2 separate regions of the Oryctolagus cuniculus genome follow, and region 2 is linked to region 1. Evidence: chromatin contacts called from public Hi-C data. All regions are on one chromosome and are shown on one strand. Each heading gives the region's core, a stretch centred on a gene start, on an enhancer-like site or on the middle of the called end of the contact. The rest is flanking DNA. Distances are from core to core; before and after follow the strand shown. Region 1 overlaps MACO1 (macoilin 1). Region 2 holds the start of MACO1 (macoilin 1).

Region 1 (2,700 bases), core at 124-2,623:
CCAGGGTTTGAACCTAGGCCCTCTGATGTGGAATGTGGGAGGCCAAGCACATATTCTAACTGGAGATCTCCTTGGAGGAGAGCTTGGACAGGAATGTAGGATCTGAGCTCCCTCTCCAGCTACCACAGACAAGGAGAATGACGTGGGACTGGCAGAGAAAGAGGGCCAGACCCACCAGGAGGGACGAATGAGACAAGGCTGATGACACTCCTTCCATGAAGTTCGTGACTGGGACTGGGCCTGTGCCCAGACTCCTCAGCCCTGCAGCACAGCCAACCCCCGCCAGGGCAGGCGGCTTTCTGGATTTAGTAGTCCCGCAGAAGACTTTTATGCCTTGTTTCTTCTAACTTTCAGACAATCCCTGGGCTTCCTGCAAAGACTTGGGGAAAGTACTGACAGAGTACTGAATTCTAAAACTTTCTGGGAAATACCAAGGAAAGCGGTGTGGAGTAGAAAATCTTCCTTTTTTTTTTTTTTTTTTTAAACAAAACCGACAACAACTGCCTAAAAGACAACAAACAGTGTGCACGGGACGCCTGGTCCTGGGCTGTCTCCTACTGCTTAGGGGTTCTAACTTCAAAGGCCTTTGAGCTGCACTGCCATCAAAGTGCCAAGCCCCGCCTTCCGACTCCCCTCTTTCTAATATCTTCCCCACCCAAAGGTAGAATTCACTCAGTAAGCCCCTTCTGTGCAGCAAGCACCTCGTACCATGATGGACAAGAGCACAGTCCCCCGTCCTTGCTGAGCCTGGGCTCTGTTACAGCCGTGACAATACTGCTGTAGCGACCCAAGCCAGATGGGGCAGACAGCACAGAGGAACGCTTCCCCACAGCCAAAGCCGCCTCTCTGGATGTACTTCAAGCAATCTTCTGGGCCATGAGGAACACAAGTACCCAGAAAATATACATTTTCAATGGGTTTATCCACTCTACAACCTTTTCACTCTCCCCTGTCCCCCTCCATCAACAGTCAACCTTGAGTTTACCCCACTACCTTTTAGACAGGCCTCCTTCCACCTTTCAAGAGGATTCTTTGCTGCCTTTCCTCCCTAACTACTGTAATTCCCTGATTAAGGCTCTTCAGGGCCTCCAGAAAGGAGTGAAATGGTCCCAAAGGCCACTCTTGGGAGACCTGCCCAGGGAATGCCCAGAGGCTCTGCCTCCTGAACTGATGGCTTAGTCTTACTTTCTCCCAGTAATCAAGTCCTGGCTTTTTTCTATTCCTCTTTTGTGTCTGTAACCGCAAGTTCAATGTTCTGAAACTTTCCCCCACTTTTCTGTTGCAATTTGGACCAGCAAGTTTGTTCCTCTCTCCTGGGGGAAGGAGTGAGCTCCACCCACTCCTAACCTTGACCCAGCCCAGTTCCTGACAAGGGACAGGAAAAGGTGGAAAGGAGAGCCGTCAGAACTGGGGTCTCGTGTTCCACCAGAGAGCATTAGCTCTTCTCTCTTCGTCTTGTTCTGTCTCACAGACACCAAGTCACACCGAATCCCACTACTAAAAATCAGTGTCTGAAGACATGGTCCTTTCTTTTCATGACTATATCATGTTCAATTGTGTGTAGAGATCTTGCAATGTGGGGAAATGAAAAACAAGCACTGTAAACTGTCTCTGACCATGCACTCAGGACCACACCCAAGCAGAAGCCCCACAGCCATCTCAATGCTGGCATCCGGAGGCCAAGGCTCCATTCAGAAGCCTGTGAACTGTTAGGGAATCGCCCTTGAGCACTCCGTGACGCCAGCAAAGTCTGGCCAAAGGGAAAAGCTGGCTGTTTTTGGCTTTAGCTATCTTCATTCTCCTTTTTGAGAGAAGCCTAAAATCACAAAACCTAAATACAAGGCTTACGTGGACCAGAAAGCAGAAGGAAGGGCAATGATATTTTTCTCCTCACAAGGTTAAACAAGAGAGGGATGAGTCACATCACAGAGTCCTAAAGCACATACTCAAGCGATTAGAACATTAGGCAGCTTACTTATAAATTAGGTTGTCATCAATCCCTATGCTCCAAAATATTTCTTTACGGCCCAGATCTGGTCATTTGAGTTAGTTCCTAGATGTAAGTATCAGTTGAACACTCCTCAGTGCAAAGGAAGGAGCTAAACTTTGTGACAGCGCTTCTCCATTTCTCCCTGTCCTCTGAGGCAGGGCCACCAGTGGCTTAGAGATTCCTGGAAAAAGTCCTGAGAAACTTCTCTCCATTTCCCCTTAGGCTCTCAAATCTCCAAATAAACAGAACTAATTATAGGAGCAAACTAAGTAACATTTTGGTGTGCTTAAAATAACAAAATGAATCTAGAGAGAAATAAACAGAGTGTTCAAAATATTACAGCTTTCCCCAGATTTCCATTTTCCCCTTAAGAAAAGGCTCTTCGCCCTCCCAAGGCTTCGGAATTTCTAGGAATTTACCATCACAGCCAGGCTCACGCCCCAGGACACAGGCCTCCCAAGCAGAAAGAACACAGCCAGTGATGGTTTCCTGAAAGGTTCCACCCCCGTTCTTAAGTCTTCCAGTGCAGGGTTCTTAGGTCTGCTGCACCAAGCTTTGACTCTTCCTGAAGTAAGGACAAATGTCATACCAGGTGGCTCTCAGATGTCTGGACCACACCAATTCCCAAGCTAGCCCTGGCCAGAGCTGAATTCTTGGAGATCTTATGAGCGTCCAAGGGTACACAAGTCGCTGGCTCTCTTCTGATCACA
Region 2 (2,700 bases), core at 148-2,647, 50 kb after region 1:
GTTTCGGTCTGAGCAAACATCGGTGTGGCTAACTCAGCGCAGATCTTGGAGTGTTTTCCCCAGTCATTTGCTCAGCGGCTACCACAGGGCCTGACACACACACAGCGTGCGCAAGGGCAGAGCGAATGAATGACTCCCGTGAGCTGCAGCCCCTAACAGAGCGCACAGCCAAGACCTTTGCACTTTTTCTTGACGCTTTTACCTAAAGTTAAAAACGGAAAAACGCCAGTGTTCACATGCGCAAACACCCCACGCGTGTAAACAAACAGCACGCCCGGGCCGGGCAGTCCTGTTACGGCGAGCCGGGGTCCCCCGCGTCCGCACACACTTCTCCGAGCCCCCGCGGCCCACCCCCAGCACTCGGCGAAGCGCATGTCCCCACGCCGAGAAGGCCCCTTTGCACACCCATCACCTCTCCCCCGAAGTCGCCTCCTCAGCCAGGCACGTCCCATTCAGAGCGCGCACCGTGAGCAGACCAGAAATTAGCAGCCGCGCACCAAGTCGGCTTGGGGAAGCCACCGACGTCCCTGCGCTGCCCCATGAACCTGTTGTCCTCCTCGGAGGACCGAGTGCAATTTCTATTTAAAGGGACACTGCTTTCCTTTTGGAGAAGAGACGGGGGAAAAAAAGACTTTGGAGAAAAGCTCTCGGAAACCGTTCGAGGGGACTATCTGCTCGGAATGGTCAAAATACTGTTCACCAGGAGACTGAGTCCCAGGGCAGGATTTCGGGGCGTCAGCCCCGGGTGCCAAGTTTGAGGTCCCATAAGACAGAAGGCGAAAGAAGGGGCGGCGTGGCCGCCACCCAGGGGCGCCGAGGGGCCAGGGCTGCCCAACTTCGCCAGCTCCGCACCCCCCGTGCCTAGGGTCCACGCGCGTCCGGGCTCAGGCCAGCGCGGAGAGGCCCCCCGGGCCCGACGGCGCGGGCCGGGGGCTGCGCTGCGCCGGGCGGGCAGGGGGCTCGCCGCCCCTCCCCCCGGCGGGCCCGGGCGCCCCAACGGCGGTGCGGCGGCTCCTCGGCCCGCGCCCGCCGCGCCCTCCCCACGCCCCGCGCCCCCCGGGCGGACCCCCGGCGGGCCGGCTGGCCGCTCCCGGGGCAGCGCTCGCCAGCAGAGCCCCCGGCGCGGGCGTGCGGCCTAGTCGGGGTTACATAACGGGGCCGGGGCCCCTCCGGAGCGGCGGGGGACGCGGGGCCCGCGCCCGGCGGAGGGGGCGCCGCCGCTCACCTGCCGTAGATGCCCTCGGTGATCCGGTTCCGCTTTAGGGGGCGGCGGAGCTTACTGCAGTCGGCGTTCCGCCGCTTCATCCTCCCGCTGGGGGGCCGGTGCCCGCGCCGCCCTCGCCGCCGCCGCCGCCTCTCGCCTCAGCCGCCGCCGCCGCCGCCGCCGCCGGCCCGCCCCGCGTCGGGCCTGGACTCTACCCCTGGGGCCGGTCACACAGACATGGAGCCAGCACCCGGGGGGAGGGGGTGGCACGAGGAGGGGGGGCTCAGAGCCTCCTCCGCCTTCGGAAACAAAGAAATGACAATTCCGGGGCCCGCCCGCCCAGCACCAGCCAGCCTTCTGCCCCGCCTCCTCGGCCCCGACGGACGGCCCGCGGGACCAATCGAAGACGCCGGTAGGCTGCCGATGGCCAATCCGAGGGCCCACTGGAGCAAAACGGACTCTAGAACCCGCCTCCTTGAAGGACGGAAGAATGCGCCAATCGTTATGGTGTCTGGACCCGCTGAAGGGCCTATCAGAAAAGAGTTAAATAGAGGCTTATAAATAGGCCCTATAAATATAACATCCTATATTATGCGTTGTTGCGAAGATACGCTTCAGGGTTTTGGGGTTGCGTGTGTCACTGTGTTAGAATCCATTTCAGAGCACGCCGCGCCGAAGGGCAGAGTGGGCTCTCGCCCAGCAATGGGATCCTGAAGCCCGGGCGTGCGGCGTGTGGGGTTTCTGCGCTGACATGTGCTTCAGCCCGTTGCGTCATTATGTAAGGGAGCGTCCCGGGAGCGGCGCCGGGGCCCTCGCTGCGCACGCCGGAGCGCTCGGCCAGCTCGGCCGCGTCAGCGCGCGGCGGGGGTACGAATGACAAAGCAAACCCCACACACACGGACACACACCCTGCCAGCTTCCCGCGACGTGGTGACAGCGCGGCGGCCAATCGCAGGAGGCGCGGGGCGGGGCCGCCGCGGTTCCCGCCCCCGGGCGCTGCGTCACGGGGGGCGTGGCCGTGGGGCGCGCGACGTCGCGCGAGGCCGCCGGGCTGTGCGGGGCGGCGCGGCCGGGGCTTCCACGTCCGCAGGCCGCGTTGGGTCCGCGGGACCTGTGAGGGCGCCGCCGCCGCCGCCGTCGCCGCGCCTCGTCACTGGGGGCGTGCCCGCCCCGGGGCGGGGACCGGAGCCTTGGCTGGGCTCCTGTGAGGCCGCGGCGCCGGGCCGGCGACCCTCCACCCGTAGTAGCGCTGTGCTGGGCGACTGGCGTCTCTCCCCGTTAACGCCCCTGCCATGCACGGACGGCGGAGCAACCATCAGAAAGGACCGCCAGGATTCTTGGCAGAGGGAGCTGGGGACATGCCGCCTAGGAGCCGGAGAGCCTCGCAGCCTCCGCACGACTGCTGCTGGCGTCCCGTTGCGTTGCCCTTCCTCGCACTTCCCCCACGGATGACATTACTGTACCACAGGGAACAGGGGCCGAATGGCTGTGAAGTC

Evidence for each region. A called contact is a pair of places that touch in the nucleus more often than the background predicts.
Region 2: a Hi-C map of liver shows a contact between it and region 1, with 3 times the contacts expected there. The contact joins the promoter of MACO1 here to the enhancer-like site in region 1. A contact is called at or near these places in 2 of 6 Hi-C or Micro-C datasets (ear pinna and liver).

What each region holds. Positions count from the first base shown.
Region 1 is chr7:145,884,263-145,886,962 of mOryCun1.1, forward strand. All of the region lies in intron 4 of MACO1 (macoilin 1), which reads right to left. LOC138850710 (a long non-coding RNA gene) reads right to left here. Exons shown (of 2, transcript XR_011390836.1): 2 at 1,226-2,700. Among named protein-coding and RNA genes, the nearest start is that of MACO1, 50 kb to the right of the region's middle. Within about 2 kb of position 1,374, at least 3 of the 8 cell types and tissues checked have an H3K27ac peak or open chromatin away from gene starts, as enhancers often do.
Region 2 is chr7:145,934,113-145,936,812 of mOryCun1.1, forward strand. MACO1 (macoilin 1) reads right to left here and starts at 1,398. Exons shown (of 9, transcript XM_070079065.1): 1 at 1,226-1,398. The coding sequence starts at 1,305.